2 separate regions of the Columba livia genome follow, and region 1 is linked to region 2. A link is a contact called in public Hi-C data. All regions are on one chromosome and are shown on one strand. The core of a region is the stretch at or near the end of the contact, and the rest is flanking DNA. Distances in the headings are between cores, read along the strand shown.

Evidence for each region. A called contact is a pair of places that touch in the nucleus more often than the background predicts.
Region 1: a contact with region 2 is called in a Hi-C map of liver, with 2.6 times the contacts expected there. The contact joins the promoter of CRAT here to the promoter of LOC102088842 in region 2. A contact is called at or near these places in 2 of 2 Hi-C or Micro-C datasets (crop and liver).

What each region holds. Positions count from the first base shown.
Region 1 is chr19:5,401,653-5,408,594 of bColLiv1.pat.W.v2, reverse strand. It overlaps CRAT (carnitine O-acetyltransferase), which reads right to left and starts at 2,983. Exons shown (of 14, transcript NM_001282839.1): 1 at 2,914-2,983; 2 at 1,368-1,631; 3 at 794-912. The coding sequence starts at 2,943. It overlaps PTPA (protein phosphatase 2 phosphatase activator), which reads left to right and starts at 5,330. Exons shown (of 10, transcript XM_065035846.1): 1 at 5,330-5,528. The coding sequence starts at 5,504.
Region 2 is chr19:5,196,109-5,202,758 of bColLiv1.pat.W.v2, reverse strand. LOC102088842 (torsin-1B) reads left to right here and starts at 2,697. Exons shown (of 5, transcript XM_065035233.1): 1 at 2,697-2,916; 2 at 3,112-3,377; 3 at 4,624-4,799; 4 at 5,760-5,887; 5 at 5,989-6,650. The coding sequence starts at 2,736. The coding sequence ends at 6,266.

The DNA.
Region 1 (6,942 bases), core at 1,734-4,233, 210 kb before region 2:
GAGTGGGAGGGAGGATTTGTTCTCACCCACATGGCTCCGGGGCTGGTACTTTTGATCTGCCAGAGCACTGATGACTGTGGTAAAGGTAACCCTGTGTAAAGGTCAATGCTGAAGATCTGCAGGTGGATTTAACACAGCTGTATTGGTGGTTAAAAATTAAAGGGAGCCCACATGGGACAAAGGACATGGCAGGGTTTGATTGTGAGAAAAAACTGTGAGTGGAGAGGCTGCTGACTTAAGTTTTCTAAACCATAAATCCAAAAGAGGGGACAGTCTCCCGCAGGAACAGATGGAGTGATGGTTCCTGCAGCAGCTTCCCCATCCCTTTTAACTGGTGAACTCCGAGGTCTTGCCGGTTGGTCTCTTTTACATGCCTGGGCTAGTTTTTGTGCCTCCTTTAACTGCACATACAATCTCAGCACCTTGTAGTCTTTAGTGTGTCAGATCCTCACAATGCGTCCAGCCAGCAATGTGGCCATCTCACAATAGAGATCTGTGCTAGAGCAAAGACCAGAACCTAGGTTTTTAGTCCCAGTTTAGTGCCTGAACCACTAGACTCTTTGATTTTCCTTCTTGATGAAATATTTAGTCTGGTGCAAGCAGGAGTCTCCTTACAGCCTGGCAGCCCTTCCTTATCTGTACAGCCCTCTTGCACAGCACAGACAGCTGTCAAACGTGGAGACCACATGCTAATTGCTCTCTTCCCCAGTCATCCTGAATGCCCTCCTCCCTGTCCAGCAGAGATGGCTCATCCCATGTGAAACCGAGGGGAAGGTAAAGAAAAGGACTTTACCTGAGCTGACCTTGTCGATCCTGAAAATCCTGCTTAGGTAAAACCACACCTGGGCTGGAGTGGACCACGACGGGCAGGCGATACTCCAGGTACGCGGTCTTCAGCCACCAGTCCGAGAGCTGGGACGGAGAAAGGCAACATGCAGCTACAGCATCTGCGGCTGTTTGACCCCAGCCCAGCTGAACGGCCTCAGCATCCTGCCCCCAGTTCCGCCCCACGCTTTGCAAACGGTTTGGGTTTGATATTGCACATGTGGAAGGGTAGAAGGATTTGAGAAAGGCAGGGTGGGCGCTTGGTGCAGGGCTTGAGTGGAGCATTTTCTTCAACTTTTGGGGGCAGCTGTGTGATGCTAATGGTTTAGAGGCTTCAGCAGCTACAGACAGAGTCCAGGACTCCCCATTCTGCTGTAAATCTCAACTCCTCCTGGTGAGGAGTTGGCACAGTTTGGGGAGGTCAGCAGCAGGCTCATCACAAAGGTGATGCCTTAAAAACACACATGCAGTGGATGCAGCCAGGACACTGGAGAGGTGGGCATCAAACCTCCACCCTCCCTGGGGCCAGCGTCCCAACCTACCCAGTTGTCTGTTTTCTTGGCTCTTCTCTCCAGGCCCTTCTGCAGCCTTTCCCCGACACCGCCCGGCTTGCGGAACTCGGCCACCAGCTCCTGCGTGTGGTTCAGCTCCTCCTCGCTGATGATGGGCTGCAGAGCCAGCAGGTAACGGTCCAGCGTTTGCTGGAGCGGCGGCACGGGGAGATGGGGCAGCGCTTCCTGATGAAGTTGGAATCTGCCCGGGATCTTGCCTAACGCTGCCGGCTTCAGCAGGCCATAGGGCCTGGCCTGCAAAGCACAGAGCAAATGTCGAGACACAACTTCCCCCCAGTGTGCAGGAGGCAACAACCTGGAGCTGGGAGTCTCCATCCCAGCCCCAATGAGGGTGCACAGGTGTTTCAGCATGGAAGCAGAGCACACGAAGCGCAAAGGCAAGGCGCAGGTCTACCGACTGCACGCTAGAGATGGCTGTAGGACATCCAGAAAAGCTGCAAAAAAGAAACTTGGTCCCCCAAGATACTGATTCTCAGCTCGTCAGAGGATGTACTGCGAGGATAACGATACATCTCCAACCCTCTGGACACCTTCCAGCTGAAAGTCCCCATGCATTTGACAAAGTCAAACGTTTCCATCGCATGGTAAGTGGGAAGAAAGTAAGTCATGACAGAAATATTCATCTTGCCTACTGTCAGAAGCTGTTTCACAGAACCCTTGAGCCAAATCAAACTACCCTTTGGGTTTTGAAGAGATAGGATTTAGAGAACAGCTCTTCTCTGACTGCCCAGGGATGGTACATTAGGCAAGGAAAGACTGGCTCTGGGGCAATGCTCCTTTATGCTGCTGAACCTCCCAGTTACTGGAGGACACAGCTATGTTAGAACCACCTCTGTCCAGTTGTACCAGTAAGGGACCGGCCAAGTCACAGGAGCCTTTGGAGAGGGAAGAGCAAAAGCTTTCTGGGAAACTCTGGGTGATGCCAACAAGCTCCTGGGGTCCGATGGGGTCATATGGGAATGAAAGCACCATTGCATTTTCCTTGGTGGAGAAATAAAATGGAGCAAACACCGTCACTAACCAGGAAATGAACCTGCCAGTTTTCCCCCCAAAAATCAACATTGTCTTGGGTGAACAGGGTTGGACATCCTTTGGCTTGAAGATGTTTAAATTACACTCTGAAGGTTTTCAGTTCCCTCTGCTCCCCCGCCTCTGTTGGATCTGCTGAATCAGACACTCTCCTACAGGATTCTGGACTTTGCAAAGCCAAAGAGAATGTGCCCTTTGATTTCCAAGGTAATGAGAAGATAGCTGTCCCCCCACCTCCTCCCAGGAGTTAAGCACAAAGAAAATAAGAGAGCAAGCTAAATCTGCAAGGTGACAAAGCCTCCGCATGGCACTGAGCCCTCAGAGAAGATGCTCTGTGCTCTTTGTAGGACCTGGTGAAAACTATGGGATCAAGGTCTGGAGAAGGAATGTTAAAAACAAGAGAAGGGAGAACTTCTGAAGCATGAAAAGAGAGTAGGGCTGGGGAGAAATGCAGGGTGTTAATCATGACAGCATGGGCATACCGTACCTTCTCTGCTTGCTTCTGTTTCCTATCCATGGCTGGGAGGACAGAAAAGAATGGAAACCTCTCCCTCGGCCTGTCTCGGTTTCCTCTTCCACCTGACAACGTGCTGCCCGCGCGGGGCGTCACCTCGTTAGCAAACTGTCACGTGGTTGCCCTGACCAGAGGGTCCAAGGCCAGACACAGGCCCCGGAGAGGCGGGGTGGAGATCGGACCATCAGGCTGCGCCACCTGACTGCCATGAAGGTGACATTCCGGGGAGCCCTCCCACGGCCACTGACCCTCAGCTCGGTGTCACCCGCTCAATCACTGGGCGTCCAGCCATGGCACAAGTGAAGGTGCTGGGGACATCGTCCCCTCAGCCTTCGCCTGGACTGTGAAACTACAGCAGCCATTGGGAAAAGCCTGAACATCTCTGTCTGGGCAGGAGGAACCCCAATTTATGAACTGGTGGTGACACCGTGGGCTGTCACCGTATGGGACAAGCTGCTGCAGGGAGCATTTCTGCAGAATATGGGGCATTTGCTCCCTTTGCTCAGGTAAAGGTGGCCAGAGGGTGGTGGATAAGGACAGTTCTCTTGCAGGAACAGGACAGTGACTCCACATCACTGGCGGTGATGTAGGATTAGTTGGAGATGGAAGAGAATTCAGTTTGGGGCTAAAGGTGCCGTCTTAACTGCCCTTAAGCCCCGTGCATATGTGGTTATTGTGGCAAGCTGAGACTTTGGGGAGTTTTGGTTGTCAGCCCTTAAAAAATAAAATAAATAGGTATCTCCAAAGCAGGATGACAACAGAACTGTGCAGTCACAAGGAATGTCACCCCCTCCTTTGTGTCTGTCTGGTCTATCGAAGGGCAGACAAGCACAGTCTTATACATGACTAACATCAAGTAGGATAATTTAAAACTGTTTCAGATTTTCCCTAAAATCCCAAACCAAATTAACTGAACACACTGCGTGTTACACATAGAGTGGATTTGTATCCTTCCTCTTTTACGTCCTCTGCTTGTCTGAGGTCAAACTCAAGTGTTTGGGGGGAGGCAGAGCAGCGATCGCGGCTGAACAGAGGAGGCAGCTGGCAGCGAGCAGAGCAAACCCTCCACCTTTCCCCTCAAACCCCGGGGGACGCGAACACCAGCAGAGCGTGCGGACGGGCCAGCTCGCTGGCGTCGCTCCCGTCCGCGTTCCAGCAGCAGATGACCTTTTCCAGAGGGAAATCCACCTGCAGGCTGGGGGGCTGGAGGAATTTCAGAGCAGGGTCTGATTCCCAGCAAGGGATCAGATGACAGAGGTTTGTCTTTTATTTTTAAATTTGAAGCCCAGAGAGACAACCAGCCCTGCCTGTGCCCTCAGTGGATCCATCACCGAGCTGCTGTCACCCCCTCCCCCGGCTCCGCCGGCGGTTGCAATGAACAGTTGCTAAGGTGCGGGGCTGACAGCTCTGCTGTGTGTGTGACCTTCCCTCTCTTTGCGGGGAATGCCGTGTTTTACAGGTGAAAGCCTCAGATGGCAGTTCCTTGGGCTTCCCTGCCCTGCGCAGCCATGGCTGGTGTCCATCACCCCCCAGCCCCGAGCTCCATCTCTGCTGAAGGAACCGAACCAGCCCGGAGCGCTGATTTCAGCCTCTCCCGGCTCCTCGCTGCCGGCCAAGCCCCGTCCGCCCTCTCGCACCCGGAGGCCCGCGGGGAGTCCCGGCACCGGCCCCGCCGCTCCCCCGGGCTGAGGGAGCGGGGCCGGACCCTGAGCGCTGCGGCGGAGCGGGGCTCCCACCGGCCCCTCCACACAGGCCCCCGGCAGGGCCGCCCCGGGGAGGCCCCGCGGCACAACCGCCCGTCACGCCGGGCCCAGGCCGCTGCTGGCCGCCCGTGGCTGCCCGGGCGCCGTGTGTCACCTGCCCGGCCCGGCCGCTGTCACCCCCCGGCGGGTGGCGCGGCCTACCCACCACCTCACCCCCCCAGCCCCGTCCTGGGCCCGCTAGAGGCTCCCCCCGCGGTGTCCCCGCGCTAGGAGCGCGGCCGGCACTCACCGCAGACCTCGCTATCAAGGCCAGCATGGCTCCGCTCGCTCCCCCGGCCGCCGCCCGCCGCAAGGACACCGGCGACACCGGGCGACACCGCCCGGCCGCCCCGCGCCGGCTGCTAGGGGGCGGGGCCGCCCCGCCGCCATCTTGGAGCGGGGCGAAGCCCGCACCGCCATCTTGGGGAAGGGCAGAGTCCCGCGGTGCGGGGGGGTTGCGCCCGGTTGGTGTCGGAGCGGGGATGCGGCTCCTCTATCCGCTGCCTTCTCCGGGAGCTGGTCAGAAGGGCCGCCCTGCTCGCCGGGTCGCGCCCCCTCTCTCGTCCGCACACACCCGCTCCTCGTGGCGCCGCAGCACCCCGCACAAACATGGCTGTCCTGCGGCGGCAGAGGAGGCCGTGCCCCGCACAAACATGGCGGCGCGAGCCACGACGGTGGCCGGGAGGAGCCGCGCCTCCCGCTGACAGCCTCAGGCACGACAAGGCCGGGCGCCGTGCCCTGCTCAAAGATGGCCGCCGGTGGCTTCGGCGTGTCCGGAGGTGAGAGGTGAGGGGTGGCGGCGGTGGCCGGGCTCCGAGAAGATGGCAGAGAGCGAGCGGCGGGCAGGTGAGGGGCCGGGGACGGCTCCGGGGCCTTCTGGGCTGGGGGCAGCGCCGGGGGCCCTTGAGCGGTGTCTCGGGGGCTGGGGTGGGGTGCTGGGCCTCACCCTTCACGGGGTCTCCGTCCGGGCGCTCCAGGCCCCGCGCTGCGGAGGCGGCGGCGGCGAGTGCCGGGGCCTGCGGGGCGGGAGGGGGGAAGAGGCTTTGCTGGGGTTACCAAGGGGCCCTGGAGCCCCCAATCCCCGGGCCCCCCACCAGCGGCCTCCCCGGGCTGGGCCCCGAGCTGCCGGCTCGGGGCTGGCCCCCGGGGCTGCACCCGCGGCGGGGACGGGCGGCCGGGGTTGGGGCTGCCCCGGCGGCCGGTTCTCTGGCAGCTGTAGCTCATTTTCCGTGGCTCCCTTGCCGAGGGGCGTGTTTGCTGGTGCAGAGTCCAGCTCTTGGCTGAGTTTGTTCTCCTCCTCACACCACAAGAGTAAGACTGTCCAAGTTTCACTTATAAACCTAACCCATTCTGCTTCCATCTCCATCACATTATTGGGTTTGGACATTCGCTTGTTTATTCATTTTATAGTCTGTAACCCCCAAACCTCACAGTGTTTCCTTCCTGGAGTATCCGTGTTCTCCCCCTCAAGAGGAAAAGCACAAAGCGCATGTCAGAAGAAGTGGTGGTTGAGAAACAAATGCAAAGAGGTGAAACAAGTTCTGCGGTGAGACAGATGTTGGGCAAACACCTGGATCCCCCGCCCTGGTCCGGGACACTGCCCTGGTCTATATGCGTGACCCATGTTAACGAACACGTCGGTGTTTGTCTTTTTGCACTGCTGCTCGGGAGTTTCTCATTGTGTCCATGTTATGAGTTATTTTAAAACAAGAGCTCCATTATTACAGTGCTAGTCGCTGAGGACTGTGTGCTGAATTTTTAGGAGAGAGGCACACGAGTCTTTCATTTAAACTCCTCGTGTGTTGTTCCTCTCAGCCTTGTACGTGGGAGTTTCGCTGTCGCTTGTGCGGAGGAACGAACCCAACACCCTCGGCAGGCGGTGAGGCTGCGCTTGTTCCGTACGTGGGGAACCTGAGAGGCAGAGAAGCTAAATGACTTTCTGAGCATACGTGACAAGTCTGTAGGAGACTCTGTGTGGTTCCTGCAGCTGTGGATTCCTTGTTCCTTGATCTGCCTGCTAGACAGCACTGCTCTGCTGCAGAAAAGGCTCCTGACATCACTGGCTAGTATTTTCTATGTAAATGCAGCTAATAATATTTAAAGGAGGTGGAGTTTGATGGTGGATGGTGAGGAGCCAGTGCCTGAGCTTGCCGGAACATGGAGAGCAGTCGCCGAAATGTTGCCACGGTGGCTGGGGCTGAACAGATTTTCTAGGATTAAAAAGATGAGCTGTGTGACTCTAGCAGAATTCATAAATTCA
Region 2 (6,650 bases), core at 1,448-3,947:
AGCCCTTTCCTGTCACTGCCTCATCTCTACGTTTAGGATAAGAAGCACTTGGAGGATGACGCTGAAATTGGAGGGAAAGAAAACAAACCCAAACCACACATACGGGAGGGGAAAAAAAAGGTAAAAATAAACCAAACTTCCCTCAGAAAAACTCCGAGCGTTAGTGAGTGTCTATCCAGAGCCAGAAGGCAGGGAGAGAGGATGTGTGTTTAGGTAGAAATTAAACTGAACGTAGGGAAAAATGAGTCTCCCTCTTCTTCTTCTCCAATTAGAAACCTTCAGCGAGAACCTTTTGCCGGCCCAGCACCTCATGTACAACAGCAGCCATGTCACAAAACCTCCTTCATAAAGTACTTGGAAATATCGAGGACCTTATACATTCTCCAACAAAAATACTTTTTTTTCTGGGAAAAGCATTGATTCATTGATCCTACAGTTCTTACCTGGAAACCTCTAGCACTCCGTGAACCCAGGGAGGGCTGCCACGCGGGTTCTGAGCACACTGTCCCCTGGCTGGAGACACGCTGTTTCTTGGCTCTCCAGTGAGGTATGTGGCCTCGTGATCAGAAAGCCGCGCTAACCAGCCGTATCCCAAATTCTCCAGGCTCTCTGCCATGGAGCTGCGAGCCTGAAGTCCTGAGAACGCTGACTTTAAACCAACAACATACAAATCAAACTGCGGGTGGGTGACAGAATCTAACACACCGAAAGCAGAGTAAGGCCAGGCAAAGCTCTCAATGGGGACTTTCTGCTCACCCTTGGCCTTAAGTACTTGACCTCCCTGTGCAACACATCCACCCCATCTTCACTACCTCCCCTGTCACAATAGCTTTAGCACTCTGATTTACTTGCTGCAAACACCCTATATCCTGCAGCCCATAGCAGCGCTCCCCAAAACCCTCCCTCTTCCTATAATCCCCCCATGTCCTTACCTCTCCCACACCCTCACCTTCCCACCACACACTCCCACCGCTGACCAACACCGCAAATCACGGACACCCTAACCCAGCTACCACACACCAAGTGCTGTTTGGAAGTTCTTCTCTGCTACACATCTTCAGTATTGTGGCAGCTGATCCAAGATGACCCTCTGGCCAAGCGACATCCCTGTGCTGGGCAGGGGCACCAGTGTGAACACAGGACAAGATGCCAATTCTGGACCCAGGGCACAGGAGGCTGCTGAGACCAGAAGAACAACGTGCTCATCAGCACAACACAACAGGCAACGAGATGTTGTGCCGTGGACTGTGTGTTGCGGGGTCTGTGCTCCACTTGGAGCTTCCAGACGGCTGTTCAAGGAAATTGCCATCAATGTCAGCCGCACCACCGCTATTAGACATCTCATCTGTGTCCAGGCCCAGCTTGAACCCATTTAACTTGTAAGGGATAATGAGATAACAGCATGACATGCTGCAGCTGAAGGTTATTTAAACACCCATCTGGTACCTGTTATGCAGCATACATCCTATAGTTGTATAGGAAATATATGCCACCTCCCTCCCACATGGAAAGGAGAAGATCTATAGATGTGTCCCGTGCTACCCCTTCTTTTTGCATAGATGAGGTAATTCTCCTTCTCTCTGTTGTTTCTAGCATACTACTTTGCATTTCCTATCTGTGTTATGGGAGATGCGGTCTCTCCAAGGCTGGTGAGACCTTGTGAAAGGACACAAGACCACAATGAAATATTTACTAGGGACACCTCATTGCTCCCTTCACACATCAGTCAGAAGGAGCTCCACACCATCCAGGTTTGAAAGGGCGGACCACAAACAGTGAAGCCAATTCACCTTTTGCAAGACACAAGTCGGAACTACACTTTATCCCAGAGAGACTCAGGGGTGACAATGCATTTCAGACCTCATGGCATCACACCCCATTTCTGCAGAGGAACGGCCAAACATCTGCTGAAGCCTGTGAGGTGAGCAACGCATCTGCCTGCACCGTTAATTCAGATTTACAGAGAAGAGAAGCTGTAGACCCCAGCGAAACAGCTTCACCTCTGTATTCAAACTCTCTGTCCTTTCCAGGATGACTTTGGGTGTTCTCAGTCCCCCGCTGACATTGCCTGTGTGCCCTCGGCAGCCTGTGGTGTCCCCAGAAATCACGTTTCACAATACAAGCGCTCAGCTCTGCACATGTGTGCTCACCCCTCTCCAGTTCTAGGCACGACTCACGTTTCTGCACAAGTTGTTCTACCCTGTAAATCCTGGACTAAAACCTTTGTCCGACACCCCACCTAGTGTTCAGGACAGACAAACGCACAGACTGCTGCACCAAGGAAACACTTGTCCGGATGATTTCCAGCATATTTCCAGCAGCATTAAACCACCTTTGTAAAACTATCGTTTGAGTTGTCTCCAACGGAGCTCTGACAGAGTCCGGGCAACATGGGAACCTTCCTGGAAGCGATTTGGGCGTTTGTACATCGGAGACACCTTCTGTAGAGCCCTTGAACAGCCACACAGGGCACTGCGATAACTGTGGTACCGAGTAAGCAAAAGAGGGACGTATGTGTGTGATGAGAAACATTCCCAAACGAAGTATTACAAAGAGGAAAATGCGCCTATGACGTCATCCCCGCACCGCTGCATCACGGCCGGGCAACGTCATTAGCCAACGCCGCCCTTGCCCTTCACAAAGATGGCGGCGACGGCGGCTACGGGCGGGGCGGGGCGGGGCGGGCTAGGGGTGTGCCGGCGCGCGGCCGGAAGCCGTTCGCGCGCGGGGCCGCCATGCCGCGGGCGCTGGGGCTGCTCTGGCTGCTGCTGCCGGGGCTGGCGGCGCTGGAGCCGCTCAGCGTGGGCCTGGCCATCGGCGTGGCCTCGGCCCTCACCGGCTACTTGTCCCACCCCAACTTCTACTGCAGCTACGTGGAGTGCTGCCCCGGTGCCGGGCACCGCATCAACGCCACCGGTACGGCGGGGACGGGGGGGGCGCGCTGGGCTCGTCAACCCTGCCCGGGGCTCGGCCGGTAACCGGGCACTGCCCGGGCCGGCTCCCGGTGTGCCTGGCGGTGGCCGTGGTGGCCATACCAAGCTCTCGCGGTGTGTGGCCAGTGACCGGCACCCGTTGGTGGCCCCGCGATGCTGATCTCTCCCTCTCCCGCAGCGCTGAAGGCACAGCTGGACACCAAGCTCTTCGGGCAGCACCTGGCCAAGGACGTGGTGCTGAAGGCCGTGATGGGCTTCAGCAACAACCCCAGCCCCAAGAAGCCGCTGACGCTCTCGCTGCACGGCTGGGCCGGCACTGGCAAGAACTTCCTCAGCCAGATCCTGGCCGAGCGCGTCCACCCCGCCGGCCTGCGCAGCAAGTTCGTCCATCTCTTCCTGGCCACCCTGCACTTCCCCCACCATGAGCAAGTCAAGCTTTACAAGGTGAGGAGCGACACACGGGGTAATTCGGTCACCCCGAGTCCCCGAAACCCCTGGTACAGGGCTGTGTGAGTCCCCCAGACCCCGACAGCTGGGGCTGTACAGCTGGGTATTTCCAAAGTTGGTGCTGGGGAGAGATGGAGGAGGAAACGCTTTCAGAAAGTGAAAGAGAAAGGCACCAAAAGCCCGAGAAATCGAGAGTAATTTCTCCAGCGCGGGGCTCTCACTGATGCCACCTGCCGATCCCCGCGGCGCTTGCTGTTGGGAAAGAATCCCGACGTTAAAACCGCTCGTACGGGCCGGCTGGGCGGAGGTGTTTTCCATCCGCAGTGCTGTGTTTTTCGTTTGTGGCTGAAGCGGTGTTGATAACGCACCGCTGTTGTGGCTGTTACGGAACAGCGCTCGCACAGCCTCCAAACAGGCTTATTTTTCTCCACACACAGTGAGCAGGGATGGGCAAGAGATTGGGAGGGGACACAGGCAGGACAGCTGACCCAAACTGGCCAGAGGGATATTTATACTGTCACAATCAGCAATAAAAACTGGGGTAGAAGAAGACAAAAGATGGGGGTTTTGCCTTCTAAAGTGGCCGTTGCTCTAACACTGGCTGGGCATTGGTCTGCATGTGTCAAGGGTGTGAGTGATTCCCTTTGCTTGCATTTATTTTCCTCTTCACATCGCCTATCAAACTATATCTATATCCATTAATTTTCTCACTTTTATTCTTTGTCCTCTCTGCCCCATCTCGTTGCTGCGCTTGGCTGCTGGCCGGGTCAACCCACCACACACTATGCAATGAGAAAATATAGCCAGTATGAGATTTTTCAAGTGACTTCATTCCTGGACGTTGCAGGATTCTGATCGTCATGTTTTACTCTTTGAAGTTACACAAAACTCATGTTCTGATAGACGTGGTTTCTGCATGAAAGAGGAAACACTGATTTGTTTTTTTTCTTAAAAAGCAGCTTTCTCTTCTCCAAGATTTCCCATCTCAGTTTGGTTTTTGTGCCTTATTCCAGCAGGAAGTCTCATCTGTGAGCAGGAAAAGAATTCACATTTAAATTCAGTGTCACATTTTAAAGGGATCAGTCACAGATTTTACAGTTCTTTCTTCAGGAAAAAGTATAACCAGTGAGTGCGTGATGCTGACATTTGAAAGGGTGTCCCCACAGGCTGTCACATACAAATGTTTTGCAGCACATCCCCAAGAGACCTCGTTTTTCAGTGTTTTTTCAACCTCTTGTTCCAGGAACAACTGCAGAACTGGATTCGGGGCAACGTCAGTGTCTGTCCCCACTCTGTCTTCATTTTTGATGAGATGGACAAAATGCACCCAGGTCTCATTGACGCCATCAAGCCGTTCTTGGACTACTATGAGCAGGTTGATGGGGTGTCCTACAGGAAGGCCATCTTCATCTTCCTCAGGTCTGTAGCGCCTATTGCAGTCATTTTAAGATGTTGAGATTAACCTGGTTTTATGGTGCTAATGATGTTCCTGTGGGATCTCATTTGAAGAACCGCTCTGAAGTGGAGATGCTCTCTCTAAAGACAGAGGGGAGCAGCACTGTAAGGAATTGTGTGGCCTGTGGCTGTCGTGGAGCAGGTCTGATGTGATGAGGCTCCTGAGCCTGGTCCAGAGCACAGATTGTACGAGAGTTCACGTTTTGGGGAAGTTCTCTGGGATGGGTGCACCATGTCCTGAGTCTGGCTGGGATGGATTTAACTGTCTTCCCAGCAGCCAGTCTGGGGCTGTGTTTTGGATTTGTGGCTGAAACGGTGTTGATAACACACCGGTGTTTTGGCTGTTGCTTGCAAAGCCTCAAGGCTGCCTCTTTTTCCCATGCTGGGGTGGCCAAGAGGATGGGAGGGGACACAGCTGGGACAGCCGAACCAAACTGGCCAGGGGAATGTTCAATACAATGTCACACTCAGCAATAAAAAACGGGGTAGAGAAAGAAGGGGGGTTTCAGCTTCCAAAGGTGATGGTTCTTTGGAGACTGCCTGGGCATTGGTCTGACTGGGGGGCAGTGAGTGATTTCCTCAGCCTTCCTTGGGGTTTTTTCCTCCTCTTTTCATTGCCTATTAAATGGTCTTTATCTTGACCCACCAGTCTTCTCACTTTTATTCTTCCTATTTTCTCTTTCCACCCCGCTGAGGAGGAAAGGAGTAGGTGGCCGTGTAGGTGCTTGGCTGCTGCCAGGGCCAACCCCACACGTCCTGATGGCTATTTAAAGAACTGAAGGCTTGCCCTAAATTTTGGTTGACGGGTTTCTGCTTTGGTGATTTGTTTGACATCAAGATTAGCAATGTGTATAACGGTTAAAAACGAAATTCTGTTTCAGTTGCGTCTGTAGTCACCACTGTACATTTTTCTTTTACAAATAGCAATGCGGGTGGCGACTTAATTAATAAAGCAGCCCTTGACTTCTGGACAAGTGGAAAGCAGAGGGAAGAGATTCAGCTGAAAGACCTGGAGCCCATGCTCTCTGTAGGCGTCTTCAATAATAAGAACAGTAAGTTACTTTCCCCAGAAAATGGAGAATTCCTTTTACTTCGTTCCACAGGGTTCATCTCTTGACCCTGCTCTGCTTTTTTCCTTTCCCCAACTCCTCAGGCGGACTGTGGCACAGCAGCCTCATCGACAGGAACCTCATCGACTACTTTGTCCCCTTCCTGCCCCTGGAGCACAAGCACGTGAAGATGTGCGTCAGGGCTGAAATGATCGCTCGTGGCTACGCTGTCGACGAGAAAGTGGTTCAGGCGGTGGCCGATGAGATGACGTTCTTCCCAAAAGCCGAGAAAATCTACTCTGATAAAGGCTGCAAGACTGTACAGGCCAAGCTGGATATTCATGAAGACGTTATGATGAGAGATACGAAAGCCAAGGGTTGATTACCCTGCAGGTCTCCAAAGCGCTTTCAGAGCTTTTGGAAATCTGAGTATTTGCACTTAAGCTTTTTTACTGTTGCAGGGAGTACGGTGAGAACACCAGTCAGCTGGGTGGGCTTTAAAACTTGGGTTTTTTTAACTTAAATCCCCAGTGTTCATCTCTGAACTGGCTGCTATCCAGATGTTTAACCCTTTATTACTTTTTTTTAACCTATAGGGAATTTCAGAGTGACACATATAGCACTAGGTACAAAGCAGCGAAGGAGAACAGAGGCGTTCTTCCAGGCACTCACATTCCCTTCCTTGTACACGATCTCGTTCATGGGCTGGTGAAGATGAGGGATTTGTGGTGTGTTCAGGGCTATGATGCTGTCTGTGAGGGTGAAC